Regions from separate parts of the Drosophila melanogaster genome. Here regions 2, 3 and 4 are each linked to region 1. The links are chromatin contacts, called in public Hi-C maps. All regions are on one chromosome and are shown on one strand. The core of a region is the stretch at or near the end of the contact, and the rest is flanking DNA. Distances in the headings are between cores, read along the strand shown.

Region 1 (4,324 bases), core at 1,455-3,954:
TTTCTTTCCCTCTTTTCTCATTTTTTTCACTCTTCCACACATGAACTTCAGCAGACCGTAGCATTAACCGTTAGCTTTTTTATAACACATTTATGGCGATGCGACGGGCGCAACTTGACAATACAAATATCGTTTTTAATTGACATTTATGTTGTGGTATTAAAACGCACCGCTTGCTGCCCTTTTCTGTAACTCCTTCGATTTTCGCATATGCAAATTAATGGTCCCGAAAAATCGGTTCTCCCATCGATATCATATCGATATTCCCGTTGAAGGGCCTTTTTTCTGCTGAATTTGGTTTTCGGACGAAACAACGGAATGCAGACGAGGAACTGCAAAACAAACGGGATAAGTCTGAGCGAAGAGAACGACCGATGACACTGTGAAAAAATATTACGTTTAATATCGCTTGAATTACGAAGTTTTGAGGCTAAGGAAAAACGACTCTCAACATTCTAAACTTAGATATTCAATGTGGTACATTTTCTTACGATGCACAAACAAATTTTTAATTGACTGTCGTTTAACCACAGTATTGCTGCAAAGAATATACGAGTTCAGTAAGATTTTAATTTTCATGTTCACCTTACTCTTATTTCTCTCAGTGTTTTTCGCTCCCTTTTCCCTTTGCCTGTTCTGCCATCCCGCTCGCACCCTGACGCCGCGTGCCCGGTCTTCTTTTCTCAGTAAAACGGTTCTTCTGCTTGTCGCGCCTTTTCTTGCCGCCACTACTATTGCCGTCTCGCCTGTCTGGCAGCCGCATTCTATGCTGGTGGTTGACTTGTTTGTGTCTCCGTCTGCCCGCCTCTTCGTCTTTTTGTGCTGAGTGATGCAACTTTTATGACTGTTCCCGTTCCCGATTCTGTTCCCATTCACGTTCTGGCGGCTAACTCCTGTTCTCAGTGAAGGTTAGGATCGTCGAGTCGGGAAGAATGAAACGGGTCTCAAAAACCCACGCTCAGTCGCATGACTCACGCTTGAAAAATTTCAATTTGAATTTCTAAATAACCGCACATACACACAGCATCCAATTTCAGCCAATAAACGGCGTTGTGTGTGCATGCTGTGTGTGAATTCCGACTTACGAGTGTTCCCATCGAAGGTTAGGCATTATTTTTTTCGTTCGGATGTCAATGGAACCCGATTGGCCGACGACGACAGTCTAAAAACCGAAAAACCAGTTTGAAGACATATTTTCTATTCGCTGCTTATTCTGCTGCTGCTGCTTCTTCCTCTTCTGCATTCCACACACATACACTGGCACACTGAGTTCGAGTTCGAGTTTAGTTTTCCACTTTCCCCCTCCTTCCAGCGTTATTTAAACTTTCTGGAATGCGGTTGTGTCTGCTCTCCTTGGAACCTCTTCGCTGGAACCGCTTTCCCGTGTTTATTTGTTTCATGTTGCTCAAGTTAAGTTAAGTTTTAAGTTTTTATATGTACGCCAATGTTCACACTTTTATATTTATGTGTTTCTCGTTTCGGTTTGTTGCGCGAAAAGCAAGAGCAGGCGAGAGCGGCACAACCATGCGGCTGCAGCTATGAAATTTTACTGAATGAATATTTCTTTTCTTTTGCGCCGATCTTTCATCTTGGCGTTGGAATTCGAAGTCGACAGAGGCAGCGACAGCGGCAGCGGCAGTGGCGTCGGCTGCACAGCGGCCGAGGCAGCGACTTCGTAAAAAGTTGTACCTTTCGAAAGTCGCTTAAGTGTGTGGCTGCGTGCGTGTGTGTGTGTGTGTCGGCTGGATCGCGTTCGTATGTGTGTCGGTGTGCTAGAAAGTTTCGATGCCGAACTATGTTTGAAGTCGCATGCATAAGAAACTTACAAAACGGCATTCCACAAACAAACCGACACTGCCCCTTCCAGTCGATCCCCTTCCAGACGCCTTCTTTTTCGAAGACTGCGAGAAGAGTATCCCTATCTGCATTTGTATCTGTGCTACTTTTGCATTTTGTCACATCAGTATACTGATATATCGGTGTGAAGCGCACTCTCCTCCTCGACAACGAAAATTTTTCAGCTCTTCTCGCGTTTTCCTATGTGTTGTAATCTACGGAACAATAAAAAATGTTGCGGGGCTTTCGTAAGTGTCTTTTTGGAATTTTCGTTTTTTTTTATTTTTTATTTTGTTTTTCTTTGTGTGTTTGTAGCTGGTGGCGTTCTGTTTTTTGTTTTTCGTAAACAACGCACACACACACACACACACACACTCTGTAAAATTCGTCATTGAACGGTAAAAAACAAAAATTCCAACGTGTTTGACTTTGTCTCTAGACAATCTCGCTCGTGTGTGTGTGGATTTTTTCAATTACAAGTTTGTAAATGGAATTTCTGAACTTTATGTGAACGAGGTCATTTACAACACACACACACATTTGTAAAGAAGGGCGCGGGGCTAAGGTTGCTCGGGGAATTTTTGTTACATTCGTCATGAACTTATTTATAGGAAATTCCATAGGCTTTACTGGTTATTTATGGCCGCAGATCGCTGGGGGGATCTACTGGATCCAAAAGCGGAGGAGTGTTGTATCGGTCGGCTGCATGCATATCAAATGCCAAATGGGACAATCCCCAACTGGCTCGAAAATATCACGAAAACGGAAATAAATTAGGCCCGATTGATCGTGGTTTTCAGTAGCTAGAAGTAATTTCTGTTTAGAACTAAATCTAGATATAGATCTTTATGGGAATGGAACTCGAATGGATTTTCTTCTTGAAGAGATCTTTAAATTTACTTGATTTAATCTAATAATATAAAATTCTATTCGGTTAAGCCTGTGCACCTTTCTGATTAGCAATTTCCCTGAAATACACCGGGCGCCAGGTGTATTTACGATGGCCCACAATCAAACCAATCAATCCAGCCAACTGTCCCCGTATCAATGCCATCCATTGACAAGCTTTCGTCGCTTTCGCGGCCCTCCAGTGGAGCAACTCAGGAATCAGTGGATGGACGATCGTCTGAGTGATAAGGTTTTCGGGGCGGCTACTTGACGCAAGAATTTCTGGAATTTCGAAAGTGTACACACACCTGTGTGGACCCCTCGGTAGACGCGGAATAAGGCCCGGAGCAACCAGACCCAAGCAGCCCAGTCACAAAGCACGCGCTCAATCTACGGCTTATCAACAGGCCAACGACGGTAGGCCCAACTATAAATGACATGTGATGCCATAGCCCTGTAGCCACAAACATACGCCAAGGGTACGAAAATACTCAAGTTTGAATCACATGGCACTGGCACTTACCGGGTGGAAAAGAGTCGGCCTCAGGCGGAAATTGAGTTCTGTTCCTCTTCTATCCGCTGAAAGAAAATTGAAAAAAAAAAAAAAACAAAGGGAAAACCAAGCAAGATTTCCCAATCGAAAGCTTCTTGGACTTTCGACCGACTGTTTGTACTATTTACAACACCAACGGAGCAACGTCAAGACCATAAAAATAATTAATACAACTTATCAGCAGGGCCGCGATATACCACCACTTGAGGAGCACACCTATGACGTGGAGGGACTGGCAGAGGCACTGGTACTGGCACTGGCATTACCGTTTTCCTTCCCATTCGCATACCCATTTCCATTTCCAGCCGGCTGCATGGTCAGCGATCGTACGGTAGATGCGATCCGATTCGATGGCAAAAGAATTCCCCCTTTCGGTGTAATTGCTTTTGGCCTGGTCGAAAGTCGGCCCGAACGGAACCGAACCGAACCGAAGCACACCACACCGAACCTAATGATAATACCCGCGATCTAATAGGAAGCACGTGATGCGCATACTGCCCACCGATCATTAAGAAGCAGCAATGCACTTGGAGAAACTAGAGGAATCGAATCATAAATCTTCTTACATACATATGTATATCAGCAGTTGTATCAAGTAACAGAGTGGGGTGGTTATGTTAACCATTGCATTTTGAACTTAAATAAATAATTCAATCCAAAAACAATAGTAAAACCCTATCAATTTGCACTATACCAGCGAACTTCCTTTATGTGCAACCGTACACGGGGCGGCGGAGTCTAATGAAATCGGAATCGAACTGCAGACTGTTGTGGAGTCTAGAGTCTAGAGACTAGAGACCAGACCCCTGGCTAGACAAATTGCACATAATTTCTACTCGAGTGAGCGCGGTCAGCCGGCAAAAAGTGCACCGAACCTGCCCAAAACAACGGCAACGGGATGGATGTGAATGTGGATATAGCCGGTGGCTATATAGTAGTACTGGTACCACTCGACTTGGTTAGATGTCGGAAAAAGACGTCGACAACGACGCCGCACCGGGAGGATCCCAGCCATTTCATGAAAAATTATGTCGTGTACAATTTTAT
Region 2 (4,012 bases), core at 1,251-3,750, 3.5 Mb before region 1:
GTCCTTTAATATAATCCTGTTTCTACCAACGACAGATATATCGCTGCTGTGAATTGGATGAGGAAACCAAACTGATTGTTTTCTAAACCTAAATCTTGATATAGCTAAATGTGTGTGGAGTCGGAGTATTTATTTATAGGATGAGATCTATATAGGAATGCGAGTGGACAGTGCGACAAATTATGGTTACTAAAAACAGGAAAACGTAAAAGCTTAAAAAAACCTATATATTTAAACGTACACATTATATAGATAGATCTGAATCAGAATCAGAGCGGGAGTAACGATAAGACCGATCCCGAGCAGCTGCAGATAAAAATTAGTTAAGAACTAAGACAAACCCTAAAAGAGAAAGCGTGAGATATGGTGGGGACATCCTCCTCAGAGATCGGGGATCGTTTGCGAAGCAATTTAATATCAAAGAAATCTGTTTGTGAAGTACTACAACTAAGCTAAAAAAAAGAACATTTGATGCAATTTTCGATTCGAATCGTTGCGTTTCGATCTAATATAATTACAAACTCGCTTCAAAAGTTGAAAGTGCATGCTTACATTGAGTATAACTTGAGCCAGAGAGCAGGATAATCGCCTGGGCCGACGCCGAAGCAGCGTATATAATTGAAAATTATATAAAATTAGTAGACAACAAACCCCTAGTATAAACAACAACGCGAGATTCTACGGGGCACCCAGATCGAATTGTGTGTGGACGGGTCCCGAGCAAGCAATAAAAGAATACGAAGACGCGGTATCCACATACCATTAACCCATCCACATTTACAGCGCCTCACTGCTAGGAGGGCATATTCGAACCCCCTCTTTATTTTTTGCCCAACTTTGCACAGTTGTTCTGTAAGTTAAGTTTAATACGTTGAGCCAACGAATCGTGAGGTATTATTTATTTAAACAAAACGAAACAAACGAAAAAAAAAAAACATAGGAAAGAGGAGGAAATAAGGAAATTCAATTGAAATTATTTGCTGATACTGTTCGCAGCTAGTCGAGCAGATACATAGGTAGCCTGTAAACAATAAAACAATTACACGCGGATATATACACCCACTGTAATCACAGATGTCAGTGCTTGATATACACATGCCTAGGTCTAGTGGAACTGGTAGTTCTACCATGTTGTACTATTTGTAGTAGGAGTCCCAAATCTGATTATGCTTATGTCACCCTTTATTATAGGAATGTTCTCTGTATATTATTGCGTCTCTTTTGCGTCTACGTATATATTTTTTGGTAAATGATTTTTTATATATACATATACACATTTATATTTGTAATTTGTATTTATCCATGTGCAAAAATAAATTATGATGATTATTTTTTAAAGAGTCGTCCCCCTCGAAGCATGCATAACAGATTGTAAAAAATGAATCGATTTATATATAATACGAAAATCACACACTACCCACTTGTATCTGAGCGAAAGGGCCTTAACAATTAGTAGGATGCATGATCGATGTATGCAGATCGGTTATAAAAACAGATATAGCAGGCATATTATTCGCATGCGAAAACCGTTAATAGAATAATATATTATAATGGCAATATGTGTATGCAACTAATAAGCCCTAACTTCTAGTTAATTACTGCTTTCCTATGTTATAAACCAAATGGCGATATAATCAAAACAAAAGACAAGCCCACATAAGTTAAATGTGTATGCTACCAACATAACAAACCTTTGAAGATCAAGCTGAATTATGTATTTCTAATATTAAATATATCACAACCCACACATAAAAAAAAAAAAACAAACACGACAAATAGAACAACAAATTATACAAGCAATTCCCCTATTTATTTAGAACCACACTGAAACACTAAAGAAATTCGCTTCTTATCGTAAATCCACAATTGCATAATTTATACGATTAAACAAAATATATATTTATGTGAATAAACTGTAACTAATTCTCAAGGCAATCATCCAAATGCGATTCGCTACTTCTTGGTTTCCAGAAAGTCCCCCAAAAATGTCATGGTCATCTGAATGGAATGCTGCTGCAAGAACCTCTCGATAAGGGGGAACATAGGAAGTTTTCAATGGAACTTTACTCTGGCGAATCTTATCGGATAGTTTGTACACAACCGCAAAAAGTAGCACTAATAGTGGTTGACTTCTATTAAAAGTAAAGCAACAGGTGGATCATGGAAATCATACTGATTCAGATTCATTATCTTTTCAAAACCTATTGAAAACAAAAGTTACTGGTTTAGAAGGCAAATGAACCAGAAATTTTAAATTTATACTTATATAGTGTAAAATTGTTTCCAGTGCTCGATAGTTCCATGTTTTATTATTTGAAAAACAACTGCCGTTAACAAAGCGGTATGACATCATCAATGCCATCATAACAAATCAGCTGCCGCTGATAAGCGCAGCTTGGAGCTTTTATGTTGTACCCAACCTACTAGGTACAAGACTGAGTGTGCTTTACAACACTAAACTGTTGGCGAGCTTTCCTCTGTTTCGCAGCTCGGACCGCCTTTCATAACGTAGTAAGTTTTCGTTGCGAACGGACGTAGCCCAACCAACTTGGCCTTAACCCTTGCGCTCCCTCCGATTTATTCCGCGGCAAACACATTCCAGTGGACAGTGGTGCAGTTCAGCCCAAGACCAACCTACATTTTAGCTCCCTGCAAACCCGTTTCTTCATCAAATAACTATGGCGTCCAACCGTGCAGCGAAGTCTGGTTTTGCCGCCGAGGCCCAGCGCAAAGTAAGTACCAAATAGCAACAACAACCGCACCCCCCACCCAAAAACCGAAGAGCGCCAAACAAAACAACACAATAAACAAATTGCCCAAAAAAAAATCAACTTTTGCACGGGTGTGTGCGTGAGTTTAGAGCTGCATTGACTTTATTTGGCGCTGCGTTGTCAAGATTTTATCTTCGCGCGCCAAATGCCAAAAATTAGCCAAAAATGGTCTTGAAATTGCCAGCGTCTAACAAGGAATGACCTCATTTCGCTGATAAGTCGAACAAGTATTTATGTACATACATATGTATATAGGAATATATACATGCATGTACACACATGTGTAATGCATGCGTAATTCGAAAGCTTGAAGATGATTTAGGTGATTTTGAGGCATTGTCAGTGCGGGTGATTCAAATCGAAGATCGAGAAAACAGTTGGTTATCCATAAATCAAACAATTAGTAGTAGTTAGTAAAGCTCTGGAAATTTCGATATGAATAATATCCCAAGTTCGAACAGTATACATTATAAAGATGAGCTAATATAATCCTAATTAATTGTGCTGCAATAAAAGCAAGTCTGAATACATAGGTGCTACTTGTGGAGTATCCACTGTAGAAGGAAGACCCTTTGGATGATCTCAACCCAACTATTGCAGCATGGTAGCTTCCGCAATGTAAATTGACATTAGTTCCGTCCATTAGCAGCACTTTGCCTCAAATGCACTCATACAAATGCATCGGGCTTTTGTGGGTGGGATGGGGTTGGGGATGGGTTACCCGTACCCTTCGGCCATTTGGCCCTCGTCAAGTCGGGGTTACGCAATTCCAACCGCCCCTGGGCAGCCCCAAGTGAAATTGTATATGTCGCCGGCACAGGGGATTAAGTGCAGTCCGACGAAATCCACAACAAGACAACTACAGTTACAGCATTGCCCAAACAAAAAACGAAACAAATAATCGAGATTTTTCATATCCGAAGTTTTGTATACCCTTGAGGAGCACTTTACCAAGTTGTTGACAAACTGAAATATTTTGTTTTGCTTTAGCTTTGCTTATCTAAAAGTATTTCCACCCGGATTTCATTCTCTTGAGTCAGCCATTTGGCAAAAGGCCTTGTTTATCGGTATTATCTGTACTAGCGCATTTTTAAAACACAGTATGTTTTAAAACACAGTATGAAGTATGTTTTAACGTGGTTTATGGTGATATATCAGGCACTATGGTTATGAAAAATATTATGAGAACTCTGTAGTGTTTATTTATGCCATATCATGTTAAGCTAAAACATTTTGGTACT
Region 3 (4,112 bases), core at 268-2,767, 3.6 Mb before region 1:
ATTACTCGTAGAATTGAATCTAGTTGTCGATGTGGCTTGTCGATAAAGCGAAGAAAGAAACTAGTCGCGGTGCCTCAGTATCAGCCACCCCCCTCCCCAATGCCCCTACCCACCCCTCATCATCCTGACCACAAGCGGCTGCCGCCCGGCAACAGCGGAAAGCGAACACGCGATGTGGCTGCCAGTCTGTCTGCCATTTTAACTGCACCTCCGGTCCCCAGCCCGCGGTCCCAGTTTCCAGCTCAGAGCTCCAAGCTCCCGGCCGGCAACGGCAGCTCAGACTAGTTTGGACCCCGTCCACCCCGACCACCGCACCCCTGGCCACCGATGTTCACTTACATTTACGAGCAGCCAATCAGCAATGCACTTGGAAAAAACGGTGGTTCCCGTGGATATCTTTAAAAGAAATTTTTTAAAGAAGTGGAACATTTAAGTAAACTGAGATTAAAGATATGGTTAAATATACATATGATTTCATTTCAATGCTTGAGTTCCGAATCCTTTCTCTCAGTGTACCTTGTGGTATCGTACCTCCCCATCCGCCTACCGCTCCCCCTCCAGCGCTCCTCATTCAGCCAACGAACGCCGCAGACAAACTGGCACTCACACTTGATTGCAATGAGGCGATCGCACGGACAGATTGGACAGATGGACGGACAAGCCAGTGACTTGGACTCGGAATCGGATTCGAACTCAGACACGGTCTCGGCTAATGGAACCTTGCACCATGTCAGTGCCACTGCACCTCCTCCTGCGCCAATCCGATCCCCAAGCTAAGCAACCACTCTGGAGACTGGGCCAAGAAAAAAAAAAAAGAAGTGGTCTGTTCTTGGCCAGACATTTGAATGCTGCTCGCACCGTCAACGGGCTTTAAGTTCTGATTCCCATGGGTGGTTATTAATTGGGAGATTGGTTATGGATTACAAAATTAATTCGTTCGAATGAATTCGAAACCATGGAGTTTTAATTAATGGTTTTGACAACTACAGTGCTAATTCAGTAAGCTAAACGAATAATATACGGTTGATACTTTGCACTTCGTCGAAATGATTCATGAATATTAACAGAGTAGTGTGAAGCACCTTTATATGTAGGGTTAATTAATTTTACTTACATGTGATAGAAAGTCATAGGATCTCGAACACTGTTGTATGTTCTCAACAACTTGCATAAGATGACAATGTTAATTGTCAAGATCGAAATGAAATGGTATATGGGCTGGAAAGTCATTGAGCTATCCTTGTGAGACACCTCAGTTTCCAAACCACCAACTCTGGACTGCGGACGCAATTAGGCGGTGGAAAGACAGATCCCGAGGCGGATAATCGAACCCCCCGTCCGGTTATATCTGTTTTGTTCCGCACCTTCCCGGTGCGGCGGTCGCATAAAGAATTACGATCCGAGAACGAGCAGAGAGAGAGCGGCGAGTGAGTGAGAGTGTGTGTGTGTGTGTCTGTTGTCTGTGTGTGTGTGTGAGTGAGCCGGCGTCGCATATAAATGGAACAGCGCTGCGGCCACCAATTCAGTTCTGTTACAGTTTCCAGCTGTTGAACACGACTTTTGAGAGCCGCCGAAGCCAACTGATCCGAAGTTAACTAAGCCGATCCGCGATCCTCGCTTTTCAATTCGCCGTGAACCGCATTCGCAGCAGCAATCCCCCCCAAAAACCAAAAACCAACACACCTTGACTCGAGTGTAATGTCGATGAACCGTGCGTATTCAAACGAGTGCCGCGCCAACCAGACAACCATCAAGAAGTACCAGACCAAGTCCACGTCCACATCGAAGGAGCACTGATACCGCCACGAGGATCGAATGTGCCAAAGTAGTCAGCTAGATATTCGCTACGCCGCCTGAGATTAACACGCTTCCGCTACCCAATTACTCGATCCTTATCCCGATCCTGAAGCGCCACTCCCGAGCACAGCACCCAGACGTTTCAATACGATCCATCCTCGTCGCCCAAGACAGACCGGCAAGCAGCCAAGATTCCACCAACACTGAGCTGCACGACCTCCAAGACGGCATCCAGCGCCGGACCTATGTCAGTGCTAAGCCAGCTGCTGCTCAACTTCAACCAGAAAGCCCAGACCAGGAGCCATCACAACATAGAGCTGATAAATTCGTTCATAACATAACGATAAGCCGACCTGCTTCTGCTTTACCTGATCTATCATCGTCCAACGTTGGGGAGAAATTTGCAAACATTTTTTACCGGAAGAGAAAAAAGAAATCAAATCAAAGGGTGAGTAATGTGCGTTAACAATAGATAGGTGATTGCCGCCGAACGCAGTTTCGTGTTCCGTTTTTCGTTTGTTTTTTTTTTTTCAAAATTCGAATTCGTAGAAATGCCCAAAGATACAAAAATCACCGTCGAAGGGCAAAGACCGTCTGATGCAACATTCGCCAGCGATTGGCGAATGACTTTTTGTGGGGCTACTACTAATTCATACATACAAGCGTATGTACATACATAATACCCTCGAAACTATTTGAATAATTAATCGGTCACGCAGTTTGTCCAGTCTAGACTATGGGGACACATTGGCCCTTGATCTGCGGCTGAAGCGTGGGTGAGTGTGTGAATCCGAATCGGGCTGTAGAATTCGAATTTAAATTGACGTCACACTCCGCGAGTCATTCCGTTTTCCGTTTTCGATTTCTGCCTCTGATTCGGCCCACGCAAGAATCTTATATCATTTTCTTTTGTCAATTCTTGTTGTCTGGTGACGTGTCATTGTGAAATACATTCATCTACGTTTGGACCGAGCACATCTCTTAGGGGCCGGAAAAGGATTCCGAATCTAAATTCCGGACTCCGAGAGCCATTAGCACATTTCGCAAGTGTTAGTAATGTTCTAGAGCCCGCCGACTGAAGGCCTTGCGTTCTTATCGGGGAAATAGACTCGGAGACCTCCCCTGATTAATGGAGGCGGTGATGAGTGGGGGAAGTGGGGTGGTGGGGTGGTGGGGGGATGCATGACTGGCTGAAAAGTCGGGCTAATCGCATCACGTTGCTCTGGGGTTTAATAACCTATATTAGAGTCGTACGAGTGCCGCTGTTGAACTTTGAACTCACTTCCGATTTCCACTCTCTCTATCGATCTTGCAGAAAATGAATTTACATGTGTGCGCCTTAGCGCTGCTGCTGTTCGGCAGCATCGCCACTGTCCGCGGAAGAGCCGTGGACCTGGTAGACGATAGCAACGACGTGGATAACTCCATCGAGGCGGAGGAGGAGAAGCCACGCAACCGAGCCTTCGAAGCCGACTGGCTCAAGTTCACCAAGACGCCGCCGACGAAGCTGCAGCAGGCCGATGGAGCCACCATCGAGATCGTTTGCGAGATGATGGGCTCCCAAGTGCCCAGCATCCAGTGGGTGGTGGGTCACCTGCCCCGCTCGGAGCTCGATGATCTGGACTCCAACCAGGTTGCCGAAGAGGCGCCCAGTGCCATTGTGCGCGTCCGATCGTCGCATATCATCGACCACGTGCTGAGCGAGGCCCGCACCTACACGTGTGTGGGACGCACTGGCTCCAAGACCATCTATGCCAGCACTGTGGTGCATCCTCCTCGCTCCTCTCGTCTGACGCCGGAGAAGACCTACCCGGGTGCCCAGAAACCGCGAATCATCTACACCGAGAAGACGCATCTGGACCTCATGGGCTCCAACATTCAGCTGCCCTGCCGCGTGCACGCCCGTCCCCGCGCCGAGATCACCTGGTTGAATAACGAGAACAAGGAGATCGTCCAAGGACATCGCCACAGGGTGCTGGCCAACGGCGATCTTCTGATCTCCGAGATCAAGTGGGAGGATATGGGCAACTACAAGTGCATAGCCCGCAACGTCGTCGGAAAGGATACCGCCGATACCTTCGTGTATCCCGTACTTGTAAGTATTCCCCTACCCGCCGGGTTATACCAACTCATCCTAAGTAATCCCTACGTATTTTTCTTGTCCTTGCAGAATGAGGAAGACTAAAGATCCTACCACCAAATAAAAAACAAAAGGCTATTGGATTGACGACGGAAATTCATCTAGTTAGTTAGATAGATCAAATGCCTTCGAAGATGCGTGAAAAGAAATGAAATATGCTTAGAAAAAATACAAA
Region 4 (4,174 bases), core at 1,572-4,071, 3.9 Mb before region 1:
TGGTTTCTATCCATTTACGCGCGCAATCAAGAAATTCCAAATACTTGCAATATTTATAGAATGTATCCACATCAGCAAATGCGTGTGTGAGAAGAGAGGCACGTGTATGTATTTGTTTAAAATAAAAGAACAATTTGCATTATACGAACATAAACTTTTAAAGTATTTTGGTATGCCTTATCTAAACAAATTCACAATGGAAATAAGTGTTATTCTCTCGATGTTCCGCTGGTTTCAAAAAAAAAAAACAATTATCTGATAAACATTATATTTATTTGAAGCATTGAATTTGAAAGTCTCACATGAGGGGATCACATGATGAAACGGAATGAATTATTATGTTCGAGTATTAGAGTATTATATTCTAGCTGATACTAGCACATTGATAAAGACCAAAATACAATTTTCTTAAAATTATTAAGATTGGTGTGCTTATACACAAAATTCTGTGAAACTTGCTACATGCAGATTACTTTTCGCATATCTTAGAAAAGCATGAATAAGTCGAGTGGAGAAACCCAAAAGGAAGTAGAAAACAGTTGAAAGATTAAGTTGTGAGACATAAGGATGTTATTTCATAAACGTACTGTTTAGGATCGCAAATCGCTCGAAATTCGGGTATTAATAATGAATAGCAGTTCGTACGTGTCGAAAATTTCGGCGCGGCAAGGGGGAGTAAAAGAGAAAGCAAAAAGCTGAAAACGTTGACGTGACGTTACGTCGGCGGAGAATCTCGGGGTCACTGTACGGACCAATAAAAGTAACACCGCCGACGTCTAACGCCTCGCACCGCCGGTTATCAGTGGGCCAGAAGGCGCAAACGGGTGAAAAGCGGTGACAGCAGCTGATAGGCAAACAAACAGTCAAGCAAAGCGTATACAACGTTATTTTGCGCCACTGAAAAAAGCGTTAAAGCCCATTCGACAGAGACGGCCGATCGAGGGGAGATGAATGTGGGAAAAAGAGAGAGCGAGAGCTTCTCGCGGAAGCTGGCGCAATTAAAAATCAGAGCTTCGCCAACGAGCATGTGATTGAAAATTTGAAGCGCCAATGCAAACAATGAACTTTAAACTGAACGGAATGATTGTAATTCCTTATAAGCCATAGTGCTCAATAAATTAAACATTAATTTAAAGTACACGTGTTAAATGTCTATTAGCGAAAATCACACAAAAATCGATTTAGATCCAAAATATCGCCCTTAGAGATATGGTGCTATCTTAGTGGGACTCGAACACGGTCTTCTTAGCGACTTCTTCTTCAGATAACAAATCTATTGAATATGTAATAAGTTGAATACATATGACTTGATTGATATCAGGAAAAATTGATATAGAAATGGGTTATTTTTTATTGATAAGCGGTGTATCGGAACTAGTGAGATTTCCACTGTACCTAAGTGATGAGGTAAACACTCTCGCAGTCTTGGGCAAACATTCAGACGGGAGCGAGGCGCACAGAAAGATAGGAAGAGGGAGACGGAGCGAGGCGGCACAGTGGGACAGGCCAAGGACAACGAGTTGAAAAAGGCGAAAAGGAGCAGACGAGCCAAAACGGAGGACAACAAACAGGCATGCGTGCCACTGTGCCTGAACTTGTTCAAGGTCAGTCCTCAGCGACAGCGACGTGCTAACAAAAAGCGAAGAAAATTCATGTTGGAAAAAAGCACAAAAGAAGAGCACACAACAACAACGCCTCTTAAAGGCGAAGAAAAGAGCGAAAGAAGAGATAGATGCGTATATAAAAAACAAAAAAAAAAAACGCTACCCACACATGAAAGAGAGTGAGCGAGAGAGCAAGTGTCCCTCCCCGCAGCAACAATGACAACAATAGGATACTGTTCAATGGATGCTGATAAGCAAAAGTAAAAGACAAAACCCCTCGAAATCTGGAGAGATAGTATCCAAGCACTCGCATAATTAATTTCATACATTTTATGCTTTTTTTTATGTATTAATAGTCACCTGCTGGTTGTTCGCCTGGCTGCTTCCTCATTAGCCAGTCAGTCGAATCCTTGCGGGAGAGCGAGGGAAATGGCAACAAATGTGCGTTTTTAATTAATTTCCATGTGAAGCACTCACGCACACTTACACACACCCATCGCTTTGGGTAACAGTTCAAAAACAGAGTTAGAGCGAAAGAGACACCAATTGGGAGTGCTAATTCAACACACACGCGCACGCAGCACTTAATTTGTATAGATTTTTGGCATCAATTTGTTGTTGGCAGCTGGAATAAATTTACTTAACTTAACACAATTTTCAAGCTTGCACACAACCACACCAACACGAACACCTATACAGACGCGGCGAAAAGAAATGCAAAAGGAGATGAAGAGGAAGAAGAAGAAGCAGGCTGAAGGATGCTGGGCCTGGATTTCTCTTTCCTTTTTTCGCTGCCCAAAAAGGCGTTGACAGCGCTTTTATTCACTTTTAATTCATTTAACGATGGTGTTGTCCGACTTTAATTGTTTATGCGCTTGGGTTTTTTAAGAAAAACTGAATAAAAAACGGAATAACCGCCGTCACTCGTCGAAAAATTCTCGGCGCGGCTATTGTTCACTTATTATCATGTCATATTTTCCAACTGATTTGAAAGACAGTATTTTAGAGAATAAGTATACCGAGCGAGTTATCAGCGACGTGTGCAATTTTTATGCACTTTTTTAATATTTTAAGTGGAAAATAAAACACAGAGCGTTTCAGAGGGCGCTAAATTGTTTTTTGCCCGTTCGGAACTGAGTAACTGAGAAGCGTAGCGTTATTACCAGTCTTTTTCTTCTTTTTTGTTGCTGCCCCGTTCGAATTTCTCTCGCACTGTTAGCCGCTCTCAGTTGCTGTTAAAGCGGCGAAATTCACTGTTATATTTAACAGAGGCGTTGTTGTTAGTTGTAAAGAAGGGCTGTTAAGGGGAGTTGGCTTCATAAAACTTTTTGAATATTCAGAGTTAAAGAAATCTAGTTTTTAACAATATTTGTATCAAAACACATTTAAAAATATTAACATGTTCAGTATTAATATATATTATTTAAGTATAAATTTCAAAAACCCCAGGCATAAGATTTTATATACACCACTGGAATGTTAACTGAAAGCGGGAGATAGGGATGGAACTCAAGCATCGACACGCGTTTAAAATTTGGGGTGACCATTTCTATCGCTTTCTCATCTAGCTTGCCTAGATTTTCAAGATCCATCTGCCAAAATTGCTATCGATTAAAGTGCATCGGCTCAGTCGCCATTCGTAAGTTGTAAATTACGAAGAAACGCAATGATAATTGATTCAACCGATAGGAAACCTATTTTAACTTAACATTAAGATTTTAACTTTTTAAATTGCACTAATATCGTTATCAGCCAACTAAATTTTGTAATTACTTAATTACTTAATAACAAAAATTAGAATAATATTTAATTCGTTGAGTAATAATGCCTTTTATGAAACCTAATTATTTACAAACAGTCGAATGTAAACAATATTGGGGTGATCATAAACATTAAGAGATATACATTTTGATAAGTGTTTTATTTAATGTTTATTTAAATTACAAATATCCCTAATATGACTGGTAAATACATCATATTACTTAGATAGTGACAGTTCGTCAGCACTGACTATCGATAGCCGCCTTTTGTTGCAACTTCCATCTTCTACGTGCAACAGAAGAAGTTCTAGAAATAAGCAGGAATAAAAGTTTGCAAAAATGAGTGCTCCAAAAGGGGACGGAAACTTAGTTCCCACAGTCAGAGAAGTGCAGCAAAAGTTTGCCGACATCCTGGGCCATGGCAACGATATAACCTGGGATCTGTAAGTAGGATTCATCCGAAAAAATTGCAAATTATAAAGCTCAAGGTTTGCAGAATATCGTCGGGTCAAGAAAACATATTGAAGGCAAAGCTGTCTCTGCTGAATTTCGATTCTAACATGTTTCATGCGATCTGGAGTTATAGTGAGTTATAGTTATAGTAAAATTAATAATATATTCCAAATAAGCGTCATTATGTTATCTACTTTCTCATATCAGGAAAATACTCCAAAGGGCAGTCACTCACGTCTTTATTTTTTGTGATGGTTGTCAATAATGTATATGATCCCAAGCTGGCCGAAGAAAGTAGATCCTGGCGCCTGTATCCGGTGTTTCGATGCCGACGATGCGTGGGTAAGCTCGATAGTT

Evidence for each region. Hi-C and Micro-C count contacts between places; a contact is called where the count stands out from the background.
Region 2: a contact with region 1 is called in a Hi-C map of the Kc167 cell line, with 2.9 times the contacts expected there. A contact is called at or near these places in 4 of 107 Hi-C or Micro-C datasets (the Kc167 cell line and the S2 cell line).
Region 3: a Hi-C map of the Kc167 cell line shows a contact between it and region 1, with 2.4 times the contacts expected there. A contact is called at or near these places in 3 of 107 Hi-C or Micro-C datasets (the Kc167 cell line, the ML-DmBG3-c2 cell line and the S2 cell line).
Region 4: a Hi-C map of the Kc167 cell line shows a contact between it and region 1, with 2.3 times the contacts expected there. A contact is called at or near these places in 3 of 107 Hi-C or Micro-C datasets (the Kc167 cell line and the S2 cell line).

The regions. Positions count from the first base shown.
Region 1 is chr3L:636,948-641,271 of dm6, reverse strand. It overlaps lncRNA:CR43423 (long non-coding RNA:CR43423), which reads left to right and starts at 2,704. Exons shown (of 2, transcript NR_048210.1): 1 at 2,704-3,141; 2 at 3,459-3,786. It overlaps lncRNA:CR43334 (long non-coding RNA:CR43334), which reads right to left. Exons shown (of 1, transcript NR_048209.1): 1 at 1-4,324.
Region 2 is chr3L:4,120,876-4,124,887 of dm6, reverse strand. It overlaps Chd64 (Chd64,), which reads left to right and starts at 2,500. Exons shown (of 3, transcript NM_139603.3): 1 at 2,500-2,732. The coding sequence starts at 2,679. ens (ensconsin) reads left to right here. Exons shown (of 13, transcript NM_001300004.1): 13 at 36-1,981. The coding sequence ends at 52.
Region 3 is chr3L:4,224,707-4,228,818 of dm6, reverse strand. CG46460 reads left to right here and starts at 1,517. Exons shown (of 3, transcript NM_001382165.1): 1 at 1,517-2,245; 2 at 3,113-3,892; 3 at 3,968-4,109. The coding sequence starts at 2,043. The coding sequence ends at 2,138. It overlaps ImpL2 (Ecdysone-inducible gene L2), which reads left to right. Exons shown (of 3, transcript NM_079197.5): 2 at 3,113-3,892; 3 at 3,968-4,109. The coding sequence ends at 3,982.
Region 4 is chr3L:4,540,698-4,544,871 of dm6, reverse strand. CG11357 reads right to left here and starts at 2,821. Exons shown (of 4, transcript NM_001259697.2): 1 at 2,768-2,821; 2 at 1,965-2,229. CG32243 reads left to right here and starts at 3,628. Exons shown (of 6, transcript NM_168094.3): 1 at 3,628-3,807; 2 at 3,861-3,949; 3 at 4,025-4,159. The coding sequence starts at 3,704.